Regions from separate parts of the Mus musculus genome. Here region 1 is linked to region 2. A link is a contact called in public HiChIP or PLAC-seq data. All regions are on one chromosome and are shown on one strand. The core of a region is the stretch at or near the end of the contact, and the rest is flanking DNA. Distances in the headings are between cores, read along the strand shown. Region 1 holds the start of Eaf1 (ELL associated factor 1). Region 2 overlaps Sh3bp5 (SH3-domain binding protein 5 (BTK-associated)).

Region 1 (7,057 bases), core at 3,589-6,088, 120 kb before region 2:
TCTTTACTAATGTGGGCAAATAGTTCAAAGAACAGCAATGCCCAAACTGAGGACAATTCACCTTGCCCTACACTACACAGAGCTATTACTAACTGGTTAGAGGAGGGAGTGATCTTTGTATTTCTTTGTAATGGAAGAGCCCAGGGCTTCCCCTTCATGCAAATAACCCAGGCAGCTTTCTCCAAGGGTGGCCAGCCCTTCAGCTGAGTGAGTGGAGCCCATGTTACTTAGCCATCACCCCAAGCCTTTCAATGGCTCCCATGCTGCTCGCAAGGCAAAGGATAATGAATTTAAGGCAGGGCCTGACCCCACCACCCATCTCTGGGCTCTGAGGTCTTTAGGAAGTAAGAGGCTCTTTTTCCTGCTTCAGGGCTGAAACTGGCCTTCTGCCTGCTATATTTTGACACTATGTAAATTACTCGATCTTCTGTTAAGTTCAAATAACTCTTCTCTGGTTTTCCACAAGTGTTTATTTTGGTTTGGTTTTGAAACAGGGTCTCACGTAGCCCATGCTAGCCTTATACTCTCAACCACCTTGCTTCCACCTCTCAAAGGCTAGGATTACAGGAAAGCATCGTATCCAGCAGCTACTATATATTCCTATATTTAAATTCCAGACCCTAAGCTGCACAACATCAGGAAATGTACTCATTTGGTTTAAAGTTAATTCTTAGAGCCCACTAATGGGCTCCTACACTGGACACTGATTTAATATTTGTTAAATATAAGATTTAACTTGTTGTTCAGAATTTATAGAAGCACAAAACAAAACAACAGCAAACTAAATTGCTTGGCTCTTCAGCCCCTTAACTGCACAGTAGAAACTTAAGTCTGAAGGGTGCATAGGGACCATGTACCTAACCCCTTCATTTTTCACTTGGGAAACTCAGGTCCAATGGGAGATGATGTAATCTTCCATGGGCAACATGTAATGAAACAGGAGTTCAGATGAAAAGGCTGTTCCCTCTGCTCCAGGGCTTCCAGGTTTGCTGCAGTCTGCACTCTGTCACCAGTTACAGAACTTGCTGTGTCTGAGGACAGAGCCGTGACACGTACTAAGGAGCTTTTCTAGTCTAACTGTTTTCTGTTTATTTCTTCTGTGTGTGTGTGCATGTACACGTGTTTTCTCGTGTTTTCTGTGTGTGGGCAGAAATAGGTACAGGTGCATGTGTGTATCTACATGCACCTAAAAGCCCAAAGCTGACATCAGGCTCCCTCCTCAATCACTCTCCACTTTTCTTTTTTGAGGCAGGTTCTTTTGCTCAATCCAACTAAGTCTAGCTAGACAGCTTGCCCAGGGGATACCATGTCCTTATCTGTGACTGTGGGCTCACAGCAGCTGCCATGTCTGCCATGGTTTTTACATGGGTTCTGAGGCACCCAAACTCCAGTCCTCCTGCTTGAGTACTTCATTTCCTCAAGCCATCTCCCCAGCCCAAGGTGTCGTGAACGCAAACACAGGTCTCCCTTCTGTTTTCCTTTGGCTGAACTGGGAATTGACCCTAAGACCTCATGCGTGCAAGGCAAGACCTCTATCACTGAGCTACCACCCCAGACTCACAGTGCTGCCCTGAAGAGAGCCTTACAGTACAAAGTCTTTTCTTCCAAGTCTTTGGTGCAGCTTTTAACTGAGTTCTTCACCCCTAAATTAGCTGAGTGTTCCAAACTTTGGTTCCTGCCTAGGACCATCAGCCTGCACCGGATCCCTTACTAAATATAGAGATGTCACTCTGGCTCCTGGCCTGCCTTCTGGCTGTTCTATGTTCAGGAGCTGCTATTGCTATGCAGGGCACATAGGGCCCTTTTCTCCAGAACTGCTTGGGATAAGTGTTATATATGTCTAGCAAAGGGGCCACTGTCTAGACGGAACCTTGCCTACTATACTATATATTGGACAGAGATGGGGAGTAAAGACTAGAGACAAAGAACTACCTAAACCAAGTCCCAAGACGCATGAGTAAGAACCCATCTGACTCCTAAATTCCTTTTTTACTTACGTTAGCTCTCTAAACATTTAAAATAAATAAATAAATAAATAAATAAATAGAAGGAAATTTGAACTGTAAATAAAACACAAGGTCGTTACATTAGATCAACATTGGAAACAACTTACAGGGATGTGTGGCAGCGTAATGGTGACTTCATCTCCTTTGCCAACCTGGAGTTCTCCTTCACAGGAAGTGTCTATTGATGCTGGCTTAAAATCGTCTAAAAGGAAACAATGGATATTTCCCACTGGGTGGCTGAAAATGAAGACTTCTTGGGCATTTTAATTTCAGATTAAATAAAAGCAGTTGAGAATGCCTTTATGTGCCTGTATATGCACAGGTACATGTGTACAAATATCTGCAGGTACCTATGGAAGACAGCTTTAGATAATCTCTTAAGTACTATTTGTCTTGGTTTTTTTGACCAGGGTCTCTCATTAGCCTGGAACTCACTGAACAGGCAAGGCCAGCTGGCCGGTGGGTCCCCAGTAATCCTTCTGTCTCAATATTTCTGGCACTGAGATAGGAACTGTTTATCCTGTGGCTCCTTTATGTGGATTCCAACCCGGATATTCATATTTTCATATCAAGTACTTCACAGACTGAACCAACTCCCCAGCCCTCTCATTTACAATTCTAAAAGACTTTGTCATAGAAAACTTCATATGCTTCATTCACGGTAATAATGAGCCCCAAATGCTCTCACCCAATAGTTATCAACTCAGAAACACCTCTATATACGCTGCCTTCAACTATACCATCATTTAGTACAGGGAGCTGAAACTTATATACTCTCTGAAACTTACACTCTCTTATGTTAATGTAAGACAATCCCTTCTTCCAAGTGTCAGGCACACAATTAACATCTCACCATCCATAATAAGGTAATACCAGAACTGTGTATATAAAAACTGTGTGTATAAAAGCAACACAGCAAACATTCTTTTTTTGGGGGGGGGGGGAGGAGGGTTCGAGACAGGGATTTCTCTGTATAGCCCTGGCTGTCCTGGAACTCATAGACCAGGCTGACCTCGAACTTAGAAATCTGCCTGCCTCTGCCTCCCAAGTGCTGGGATGGCGTGCAACACCTCTGCCTGCTTTCAGCAGACATTCTTAACTATAAATCCTACATAAGACACAGCAGGCCACATGAGGTTGGCCTCTTTTTGCACAGAAATGTTCTAAAATAGAACATGCCACATTCAAGTTCTCATTTTGGTGGGGGAAAAAAGTCTGGCTATGTTCAGAAGCAGACTGGCGAACTCCAGAAATTACCCTGCTTATTCTTGCAAATTACACTTACACAATAGGAACAGCCATTTTACTTCGCACCTGACTCAAACTGCAGGCCAGGAGCACATGTGCAGAATTGCACTTAAACTTACACTGCTCTTCTGTGGAGGAACAAATTAGTCAACTGGGAAATGACAATCTTATCGTTTCCCCAGTACTGTCTCTCTGCAACAGCTGAGTCTGCTGTGGGTGCAAAGCACAGATGCAGCTATGTGACAAGAGGCCACACAGAGATGGGACTTTAATATCTAACACACCCCCCTGCCTGTGTGTTGAGTCACATCGATTAGCTCCCATGACAAAGCAGGTCTTAACCCACACTAACGCTACCGGAAACCCGACGCCTGTGATTCACAGGGATGTGCTTGGTTTGGTCAGCCATGTCCTGACTCAGGACACACAGTGGCAATACCCCTTTCAGAGTCTATAATCACGTAGGAAAGGGCCCAACATAATGACTCTTTCCACATTCCTTATGCTGCCTTCTTCATTTTCCAAACATAGATCAGGCTTTAATTTATGCCAGATGCACAAACTCTAATTTTATTCTTCACCCACAAGTGAGTTGGCCCAGAAGTTAAGGTGAAGTAGGTGACATTAATCTAGCTAGGTATGGTGGATCAGGTCCATATTTTCAGCACCACAGAAGCTGAGGTAGGAGGACTGCAGCATGTTCAGCGCTGGCCTGAATTATATAGTAATTTCTAGGCCAGCATCACTAGTAAGACTGTCTCGAACAGCAACAACAACAAAATCAGTGTCATAAGCAGAGAGGAAGAAGAAACCTTATGGGTGGCACGAAGAATGCAGGTTCCCTGGCTGTGGAGGAGACCAAGAGCAAGGGGAAAGGAGCAAGGGAAGGAATGAAGTAAACGACACTCGTAGCAAACGGAAGACTTTTCCAGGGCAAGAGCCCTGATGGAAGAATTCGACAAAGAGAACGGGGACACAAGGGAGGAGAAATGGGCATCGCTACTAAAGGAGAAAAGTTTGGCTTAAGGGCTGGGAAGGGGAATTTGAAATAAAGGGGCTATGACTTTCTGAAGTGGTATTTGAGACTGTAAAGTAAAAGAATAGTTGGCAGCAATCAGAGGTTTGGTTTGGGAGAAGAGATTTCAAAGTAAAAGAGCAGATCGAAGTTCCAGAGGCTAAGGGATGAGAGGTAAGGAAAGCGACGCTTTCGAGCCGGGATTAGCCAGGGGAGTCTGGGCTTGCACGTGGCGGCCAGGGAGCCCCAAGTGAACCTGGAGGGGCGCTCACTCACAGCGAATCGTGTGGAAGGAGGCCCGCGGCCGCTTCTCGAAGCTTTCCCCTAGCCGCAGACAGTGTTCCTCCCGGTCCAGCAGCGGGTTCGCCGTGCCGTTCATGGCCTTGCACTTGCCCGGCACCCGGATTGGAGCTCTCCTCGCGCGGCCGCAGTCCCCCCGGATCCCCGCGCAAGCGGCCCGCAGGACCGCGCTCCCGGGACACCGCTCCGGAGCGCGCACTGAACCAAGTCCGCGCCCACCCGGGGCCGGAAACCAATCTACTCCGCGTCTCGAGAGACTCTGCGGAAGTAAGGCCGCTGCACTTCCGGCATTGGGGAGGGACTTCCGTCTCCCCAACGGAAATAGCGGGGGCAGTGCCATGGAGAGAGAGTTCTCCGGGACTGCTGCAGCCCACAGTTTTCTGGTCTAAGGAGGAGCCCAGGTCAGCTAGAAGATTCTGCTGCCGACGCCTGGGCTTGACTGACGGGTGAGTGCGCCCTGACCTGTTCTTTGCTGGGGACCCTGGGAGCTCAGAGCGTGGGGAACTGAGTGGACGCGAGTTTGAATGTAGGTATGAGTGTCCCTGGACATGCCCGAGACCCTAGCGGCCTGCTTTATCCGAGGGTTCAGAGAGCGATGACGGTTCTCGGGACCTCAGTCACCCTTCCCCCTACTTCGCTCCATGGTTGCGATGAGAGGATTTCAGTTCTCCTGGCCGACGACGCTTCCTTCAGTTTATGGGTACGATCAGAAACCCCGGCCTCTCCGGATCAGCTCCGTCACCTCCTTAGCCCCCCCGCGATCCCGTGTCTGTTAGGCAATCGTCTACCCGCTTTCGGTTAGGGCGGTTGTTGCCGTTGTTTTGAAGTCACGTTTCCCACGGGCACTGAACGTTGATGAGAATTTTTTTTTCTCACATTTTCTCAGTCAACTCGTGGATGCGTCCCTTTGCCCTAAGTAAACCTATTTCTTGTAGTACTTGGCTCATCTGATTTGAATTGGGAGTCCGGTCCGTGAGAGTTCTGGTCTCTGAGTGTAGTAAGCTCTATGCAGTAGAGACTGTCTTGGTCTTTATGACCTCTCCAGACCCCGGCAGGGTGTTGGGCAGAGTCAGCATCTCGGGAGTGTTAAGTGAATTGACCCCGGAGCCTTAAAGAGCCCTCCGGGAACCTCTCCCCGAGTCTTGGACTCGTTTAGAATCCAAGCTCTAGAAATAATAAAGAACGATCTAGCTTGATGAGGCCCTGGTCACCCGAGTTGGGAGGATGAGGCAAGAGGAAGTACATTCAAGGGACAGGCTGGGCTTCAGGGACAGCCCCTGGCTCAGATGAACAGGATGGGGAGAGAAGCAGGCAGGTTGTTAGAGAATCACTAGTCAGAATCAATCAGTCAACCCCCTCCCCCCCTTTCTCTTTCCTAAGTAGCATCGTATCCTGTTGGAGCTGGAAAGTCACCTGGGGAAACTGCATCAGAGAAACTCCAGTGTCTACAATCTCAGCATCGTTTGTTCAGATGGTTGAAGAACAGAGGACCTATAGCAGCATTGAATGTGTTTCCGGCAACTACAATGGCTTCTTTCCAAAGGAAAGGACTGCAAGCAAGGATTCTTAGCACTGAAGAAGAGGAGAAACTGAAAAGAGACCAAGCTTTGGTGTCTGCTTTTAAACAGCAAAAACTGGAAAAAGAGGCTCAGAAGAACTGGGACCTTTTTTATAAAAGAAACAGTACCAATTTTTTCAAGGACAGACACTGGACCACCAGAGAGTTTGAGGAGTTGAGATCATGTAGGGAGGTAGGCTGGGGTTTCTCCTGGCTCGAGCCATCTTCATTTATGATGCCTAGAAGAGAGGTCCTTTGTTACATGTAGAGAGTGCTCCCAGATGGCACCCTTAGGTGCCGTTTCTCAGGAGCTGTCTTGTTTTTTGAAACAGGGTCTCTCAGTAGACTTGGGGCACACAGATTAGCTTGGGCTAGATAGCCAGTAATCCCCAGGGAGCCTTCCTAGAATGAGATTCCAACTGTGCGGCACCACGTCCAGTTTTTTACCTGAGTGCTAGTGGTTGTGTGGCAAGCACTTTACTGACTGAGCTACCCTAAAGAAAATTAGGACGTCTGTCAGAATGTACCTATGGAGAGTTCTGATTTGTTTCAAGTATGTTTAGCAATGTCTGGGCTGTTTAATAGAAAACAGAGCTTTAAGGTTTTCTTTTTAGATTTGTTTATTTTATTATGCATATGGGTGTTTTGCTTGCATGTATATCTATGTACCATATGCATGTCTAGTGTCTGTGGAAGTCAGAAGAGGGTGTCAGGGCCACCAGAACTGGAATTACAGGCAGTTGTAGGTGGCCATATGAATGCAGGGAATTGAACATGTGTTCTCCTAACCACTGAGCCGTCTCTCCAGCCCCCTAATGCTTTCTGCTTAGTTAAAGCTGATGTGAAGGTTAGAAATAGTAAATATTCAGACTACACTTTAGTGACAGATTGAAGCTGCTTGGTAGTTAATGAACATTTGCTGTACTGTTT
Region 2 (7,619 bases), core at 4,704-7,203:
AGGTGTCCTGCAGTAAGGAGCCAAGGAATACCCCAAAGCCACACCACACAACAGACCTACATGAGAGATTTGGGGGATGGGAAATCCCAGCAGGGTGGCTACCTCTGCTCAGGGGAGAGAAGTAGAAGAGAACCAGGCAGAACGCAGAGTTTATATAGGGTTTCTTGGGATGGGGTGCGGGCTTTCCAGGGCAACCTGGGATTGGGGCAAGCTCAGGGGTTTTGTTTTTGTTTTTGTTTTTTTGTTTTTTGTTTTTGTTGTTGTTGGGAAGGGCCTGGCCACTCTACCACCTTGAGGGGCTGGAGCAGCCATCATTGTTGTTTTAACCATTTAGGTGGGTAGGACAATCTGAGGGTGGAGCCTAGCTATTGGACCTCCTTTGGTGAGGCCTGGACACTTGTGTGCCTTGAAGGCTTGCAAAGTTTACAGGAAAAGCCTTCCCCGAGTATGAGTTGGTGTAAAATTGGCATAAGTAGCCAATACCCACTACCACAGTTGGGGGTACCACAAAAACTCCAAGCTAAACAACCACATGTGTATGGTGCAGAGTGCCTGGAACTCTATGTGGACTCTGTGAGTCCCTGTGTGCCTTGCTGGTTGATTCTGTGGGCCGTGATCCTATGGTGTCCTTGACCCCTTTGGCTTCTACAGCCCTACCTCCCACATTTCTGCAGAGTTCCCTGAGCTCTGCCTATTGGCTGTGGCTCTCAGCATCTGCTCCCATCAGCTTCCAGAGGCAATCTCTCTGATGGCAACTGGGCTGGGCACTCATCTCTGAGTATGGCAGAATATTGTTAGGGATCATTTCATTGACTTTTTTTCTGTCAGTAGAAACATACACTTCATACTAAGATAAAAGCATAATTATTATAAAGTATAAATTATTGCCATGGTAATGTTTTTTACCTGATTAAAGAGGAAATTACTGTTATACTAGCTCTGAATCTTTGGATTCTAAGTAATTGGATTTAGTCATTACTTAAAAAAAAAAGTCTGAGGGAGTCACTCCAAGTGACTCCATCTTAAGTCAAGCTGACAAAAATTAACCGGCACCATTGGCCCCTTGTCAGGTTGACATACTAACACATCACTTTTAAACCATGTTTCCAAGAATTCTTATTAATATCACAGTATAAAATACAGGCCAGAGTCAGGTATGTGGTACATACCTTTAATCCCAGCAGTCAGGAGGTAAGACAGTGGATCTCAGAATTTAAGGTCAGCCAGGGCTACATAGCTTACCCTCAAAAACAAAAATAAAAGAAAACCAATAAAATGCAGTCAAGGATTTCAAAGTCCAGCGGCAGGTTAGAGAGATGGCCCAGCGGCAGGTTAGAGAGGACCATAGGACCCAGGTTCTATTCTCAGCATCACCCAGCTTACAGCTGCCTATAACTCTAGTTCCAGGGAATCCATCGCCCTCCTCTGACTTCTGCAGGCTACAGGCACTCATGTGGTGCACAGACATACATGCAGATGAAACACTCAAATACATAAAATAAAAGTAATATATCTAAAAGATATTTTCAGGGTCCCATTGTCAAAACTTTCAGCATAGAGGTCCAAGATTGACTTTATTCTTGTAAAATAAAATAAAATAAACCCAACCAAACAAAAACAAGTTAAATACTTTATTCAAAAAGGGGTAGAGGAACAGTTGGGTCAAACCAAAGTCCCAACATCTAGGAGTATAAATCAGACTCTGTAGTTCAGTGCCCGGCATCTGGGACTGCTTCATAATCTGGATCCAAAAGGCAGGCCCCAGGCCCCTCCAGCTCTGCTATCCACAGCTCGTGCACAGCTTGTCTCATAGACTAGGTCAGAGGATGCCAATACCTGTGTGCTTCTTTACCCTCAAGTTTCACACACCATAGCCCTTTCTAAAGTCGTCCTGCAGGTCTCTAACAGCAGGACCAAGGACTATGGCCCACTGAGCCCCTCTGCCCCCGCCCCCTTAACAGAGACTGACCCCGTGACCTTGCCCAACCTCTCTGCTGTTCCTGATTCTGAAGCCCAGGGTGGCTGTAAGTAGAAGTCAGGGGAAGTAGTTGTTCATGTGGGCTCTCTCAGACCAGGCATTCATCCAGGGAAGACCAGCATGTCCCACATCTCTCCTTGGTGTGGGCCACTCAGGCCTCTTGCTGTTGTTTTATCAATAGGATTAGCACCCTATTCCCACCAGAACTCTACCTTTCTCTTAATGGTGGTGTTTTTCATACTTCAAACTCTAATATGAAAGCCAGGCGGTGGTGGCGCATGCCTTTAATCCCAGCACTCGGGAGGCAGAGGTAGGCAGATTTCTGAGTTCGAAGCCAGCCTGGTCTACAAAGTGAGTTCCAGGACAGCCAGGGCTATACAGAGAAACCCGATCTCGAGAAAACCAAAACCAAAACCAAAACCAACCCTCTAATATGAACAACTTTGTTTTAAATGTAAAGTCTGACCCTTATGCATGCTGGGCTTTTCTGTGCCTAGCTAATCTGAGGACTTTGGGGAAAGACTGCCCCGCTGGCTTTTCTGCTGTTGTGCCTAATTTTGATGCTTGTTTTAGTCTTGATGTTCTTTTAGTTAGGTAGCTCTTGGGCTTTTTGGCCATTTGCTTGTCCATCAGGCTGGCCCCAGGGCTCCCACAAGTTCTACATGCCTGAGCAGAAAAAAAGTAGGTATAGGTTGAATCTGAGTATTTCAAAATTTTCTCAAGATTTTTTTTTTTCTTCTATTTTCTTTCCCAGTCACTGTCATAGCCACCTTGGGTTTGTTATCTGACAGGCTTTTCCAGAACAGATCAGGAAGAAAGCAGATCCTATTTTATTGAAATTTAATCTGTCTTCCTATTGATTTACTCAGGGACTTCTTTTTTAAAATGAAATGAGTGTACACAGTATAAGTCAGGAGCTGTTCTGGGCCTGACCTGGCTTGTCTCTGCTGTTGTTTGGAAGGTCATGGAGGCCGAGCAGACCAAGACAAGGAGTGAGCTAGTACACAAGGAGACGGCAGCCAGGTACAACGCTGCCATGGGTCGCATGCGCCAGCTGGAGAAGAAACTCAAGCGAGCCATCAACAAGTCCAAGTAAGTCCGGCTCTTCTGCGGCTGCTCCTTTTATGTACTCCCACGGGGGACTGTCGAGCAAGTGCTTTTATGTAGGCCCTGGAGTTCCCTGCTCAGCGAGCTGTCCCCCAGTAGTAGTCTGCATCTGCTCTGCAGGTTGCTTTGTTTGGTGTGAGCACCTGGAGCCTTAACGTCCCTGGTGCCCTCTGTCCACTTCTCTCACACCATGCTCACTCATCACTAACAAGGTTAAGGAAACAGACTTTCTGTGGTCACATTCTGCCAACGTTTCCATGTTATTGTTTTGTTTGGTGACACTTGTCTGCCTACATACCACTCCTTGTCCCCATGGAATGACTTCAGGGCTCCAGGGGGCTCACTCTGTCTTCCTGTCGCTTTGATGACACTCTGCCCTGTTCTCCCTCTTTGGCATCCATGTTTACATCTTTCACCTGGACATCTCATACATCTACCACATATTCTGTACACCAGTGCTGGCCACTAAAGGGAGCTTATGCCCAAGCTTCAGATTTTCCTTACATAGCAGAGGGGTCCTGCAAGGTGTTGCCATTAGCAATTACAGACGCAGGACTTAGGAATTTGATGGAGGAGAAACAGCTCAGACACCAAAGCTGCTACAAAGTACCAGTTCTTCTGTCTGACCCAGAGTGCATGGCACTTATCATTTTCCTTGCCTGTAACCTAGTCTACTAGTTGTCTAGCCTAGTCTACTAGTTGTCTAGCCTTGGTTACTGTACAGGAGGGCTGATTTGAAGTTGAAGAAACAGCGGTCCTGCTAGGCCCAGCTGTCAGGGAGTGGCGTTGCTTTCTTCCATAGTTGGTCTCAGCAGAGGGAGTATTTTAAGCAGCCTGTTTCTCAGCCCCAGTAGGCCAAAGCAGCCACCCTACAGAGCAAAACAAGCCAGGGAATAAAGTTTCCAAAATCTTGAGACGGGCTTCCTTGGATTAGCCAACAGCTCTGCTGGTGGCCTATATGCTGAATGGCCTGACTAGCTGTAATGGATGGATCTAGAATTCATGAGATCATATTCTTACAGGGTTTTTTTTATTTTTTTCTGTCTTCTACAGGCCTTATTTTGAGCTAAAGGCAAAGTACTACGTGCAGCTTGAGGTATGTGTGACCTTGTATTTGTCACTAATATTTTGTTCCCCACCCCTCCTCAAATTCAAAATTCAACTTTAACGTGGTACTAGGCCTTAAATGTCCTGCTGTGAGGGGAGAATGGAGAAACATAGTTCTAGACTTCAGTTCTCAACATGGTCTTGGGTGTTGCGTGTTGTCCAGCGCTATCAGCATTTGCGCGCTCTCAACTGCTTGTTGTATTGTGCCAGCCTTTATTAGGTCTCAGTGTGAGTGCCCAAGACAAGCTGCCCTAAGAACATTCTGGTAGAGTACCCAGGCTCCCCACCCTATGTCAGAACCTATCTGCATTGTAAATGACCCTACAAGTGATTCAGATATGGGCCAGGAACTTCTATCAGGAACCAAGTGAGGAGGCTGCAGGACTTAATGTGTCTACCATTCCTCCCATGAGGGCTGCATTCTATTAGTGACCATCTGCATATTCTCGTCTGTCTTATGGCCTGGTGTGGAGATGAAAGAGATGCTCTTCACATTGAATGGGGAGCCATGAGTGAAAGTCACTGGATCCTTCTCTAGTCAATTATCTTGGGTGTGTCAAGAAGTTCTTTTGTGTTGTAATCATGTGTCACCCCCTCCATCAGTGGGGACATCCAGGGCCACGTTGGCTTACCAAGTCCCCCATCTTCCAATTCAGCAACTGAAGAAGACGGTGGATGACCTTCAGGCCAAGCTGGCCCTGGCAAAGGGCGAGTACAAGGCAGCCCTGAAGAGCCTGGAGAGGATCTCAGATGAGATACACGAGCGGCGGCGTTCCAATGCCATGGGGCCCCGGGGCTGTGGCGTGGGGGCAGAGGGCAGCATCGCCTCAGTGGAGAACCTGCCTGTAAGCAAACCTGAGCCTGACGCCATTTCTGGTAAGTCTGACCAGCAGGGATCAGTGTGTGTGATCTGCTTTCTTTGCCCATCACAGATGAATGTGAGCGCTGGGCAGCCTACAGGCTGTTTTGGTGGTTTCTCATGTATTGTGGGACGCTGTGCTCATTTGATTGCTACTGAGTATTAGCGTTCTGTGGTCCAGTAAGATTGGGAAATGTTCTACCTCTCCCCGTCTCAGGCAGTCTAAGTACACAGGAGAGCATTCAAGCCTTTAAGGAGTTCTGAGGAAAGGTGTAATAGGGACTTGGGATCCAGATTTGATTCAGTTCCCATTTCACCAATGATGGGGGACAGAGGGGCCTTGATGTGTTTGCTGTGTCAGCTGCATGAGGGTCTACTCTGCTACACAGGGTGCTGAGGAGATACCTGGCAGCTCTCCCTAGGGTCTGAGCACACGGGTCTCCTCTGCTCAGGGATATCCTGTGCAGAAATGATAGGATTGACCTAGCTTCCGTTAATCAAGAAAACTACTGACAAGAACACTACCTCATAGCTCTCCCTTTCCTGTGTGCTTAGGCTTCCTCCTCAGCAACTCTTTTTTTTTCTTTTCCTTATTACTATTATTTAAGAAAAATAATTTGTATCTTTCCCACATGAATCTATGTATACCACATAATTGCCTGCTATCAGAAGAGGACACTGGGTCTTGTGGAATTAGTTATTAGCTGCCATGTAAGTGCTGGAAATCAATCCTGGGTCCTCTAGAAGAGCATCTCTGGCCCCACCAAGTGTTAAAGGCCATCAACAAATGCTGAATTGCCAGTTTGAAGGGAAATGAAACTAAAATGTAACCAATGCCTATGTACTGAGTTACTTTACATATTACCTCATTAATCCTGTGCACAGAGCATCCCGAAGCTGGGCAGTCAAGTGACTTACAAGGCCACACAGTCAGCAGTGGCGTTAGGATATGAGTTCAGATCTGGACCCATTTCCTAGCACAGCACTTGTATCAATCCACTCTGGAACGCTAGGCCATGTTTAAACAGTCACAGGCACAATGGGAACTGGGAAGGATCTTAAAAGTGATAGTGCAGGCTGAAGAGGCTTTGAAAACAAGAATGGCCTGTCTCTGAGCCTCGGTTATTCTGTCCACAAACTCAGAGTCAGTTAGAGTACTGGAAAGGAGCACTGTACTTTGTAGCGTGTCTGTTGAGATCAGAAGTTATCAGACATCCCACCCCGGCCTGCCCCTCCTTCCAGCAGCTCTTGCTGCTTCCGTCTTCCTTCTGCCTAGTATAGGCTACATTACAAAGGGCTAGTCTGAATTTACCTTCCCCTTTCCTTCGGCGCTGGGGATGGAACTCAGGCCTTTGTATATGCTGGACAAGCCGCTTCCTTTCAAACTGTTCTGGAGGCTGGTCAGACAGGTTCAGGTGCGATGCAGGTCCTGCAGACTCCATGTTGTGTGAGCATGTCCAGCAGAGAGCATGTCTGCAGGCATTTAAGGGACTGGGCTACTACCTGGCAGATCCCATGTGATTGATGTCCTCTCTCATCACAGTGGCATCAGAAGCCTTTGAAGATGACAACTGCAGCAACTTGGTGTCTGAAGATGACTCGGAAACCCAGTCTGTGTCCAGCTTTAGTTCGGGACCGACGAGTCCGTCTGAAATGCCTGATCAGTTCCCTGCAGTGGCAAGGCCTGGCAGTCTGGATCTGCCTAGCCCTGTGTCCCTGTCAGAATTTGGGATGATGTTCCCAATACTGGGTCCTCGAAGTGAATGCAGTGGGGCCTCCTCCCCTGAATGTGAGGTTGAACGAGGTAGGTTGCAGCTCAACTTGTGCACTGTCCATACCTTTGCCAGGTCTCAGGGGCCCTGAGAACATACAGTGGGATGGATCACTCAGATTACTTTCAAGGGCACTTCTACAGTCCTGGCCAACTTCAACCAAGCAGAACTTAGGTCCCATGTCTCCCCTAAGAACAATCCTCTCGGCAAGTTCCTGTTGGAGAGGTTCGCTTCCTAGCTACAAAATGACAATGGTACATCTCATCTCTAAAGAACAGATTAGTGAGTGCATGTAGTGTGCCACCCAGTGCTGGAGAACCTCTGAGATGTATGGTGGACAGCAGGAATGGCAGAGGGCTCAGGTGGCCGATGCTGGTGCCTATGGAACTCTTGAAACTGACCACCCCCATTTGGCAATCTTTGTATCTCTGCAGGAGACAGAGCAGAAGGGGCCGAGAATAAAATGAGTGACAAAGCCAACAACAACCGTGTTCTCGGCAGCACCAACGGTGGCAGTGGCAGGAGCAGGAGCCAAAGCAGCACGTCCCTTGAGAGCCAGGCCTTGGAAACCCGGATGAAGCAGCTCTCCCTACAGTGCTCAAAAGGAAGAGATGGAATTATTGCTGACATAAAAATGGTGCAGATTGGCTGATCCACCCAAGGGCTATGGCCTATGTGCAGATCATATTTATACATGAAATTCAAGAACATTGTGCCAATAATCATTTAACATAAGCCAAATAGTATGCATTTACTCTAAACTGCACTAACCAAGTTTCAGTGACCTTGAGGGCTA

The links. HiChIP or PLAC-seq counts read pairs in DNA pulled down with a chosen protein or histone mark.
Region 1: an H3K4me3 HiChIP or PLAC-seq map of bone marrow-derived macrophages shows a contact between it and region 2, with 4 times the contacts expected there. The contact joins the promoter of Eaf1 here to the enhancer-like site in region 2. A contact is called at or near these places in 12 of 39 promoter capture datasets (the 3T3-L1 cell line, 3T3-L1-derived adipocytes, the C10 cell line and 9 more), 1 of 15 datasets of contacts at CTCF or cohesin (CD8 T cells), 6 of 484 Hi-C or Micro-C datasets (bone marrow-derived macrophages, embryonic fibroblasts, muscle stem cells and 2 more), 28 of 115 datasets of contacts at active chromatin or transcription factors (CD8 T cells, the HPC-7 cell line, the NIH/3T3 cell line and 20 more) and 4 of 9 other capture datasets (adipose tissue, liver, macrophages and 1 more).

What each region holds. Positions count from the first base shown.
Region 1 is chr14:31,492,860-31,499,916 of GRCm38.p6, reverse strand. Eaf1 (ELL associated factor 1) reads right to left here and starts at 4,838. Exons shown (of 6, transcript NM_028932.4): 1 at 4,546-4,838; 2 at 2,114-2,208. The coding sequence starts at 4,648. Mettl6 (methyltransferase like 6) reads left to right here and starts at 4,877. Exons shown (of 6, transcript NM_025907.4): 1 at 4,877-5,015; 2 at 5,953-6,320. The coding sequence starts at 6,096.
Region 2 is chr14:31,374,840-31,382,458 of GRCm38.p6, reverse strand. Sh3bp5 (SH3-domain binding protein 5 (BTK-associated)) reads left to right here. Exons shown (of 9, transcript NM_011894.3): 5 at 2,940-3,070; 6 at 4,139-4,181; 7 at 4,849-5,068; 8 at 6,595-6,855; 9 at 7,258-7,619. The coding sequence ends at 7,475. Among named protein-coding and RNA genes, the nearest start is that of Capn7, 42 kb to the right of the region's middle. Within about 2 kb of position 5,953, at least 11 of the 459 cell types and tissues checked have an H3K27ac peak or open chromatin away from gene starts, as enhancers often do. A contact at or near this core is called in bone marrow-derived macrophages, extraembryonic endoderm stem cells and microglia, where this site is marked.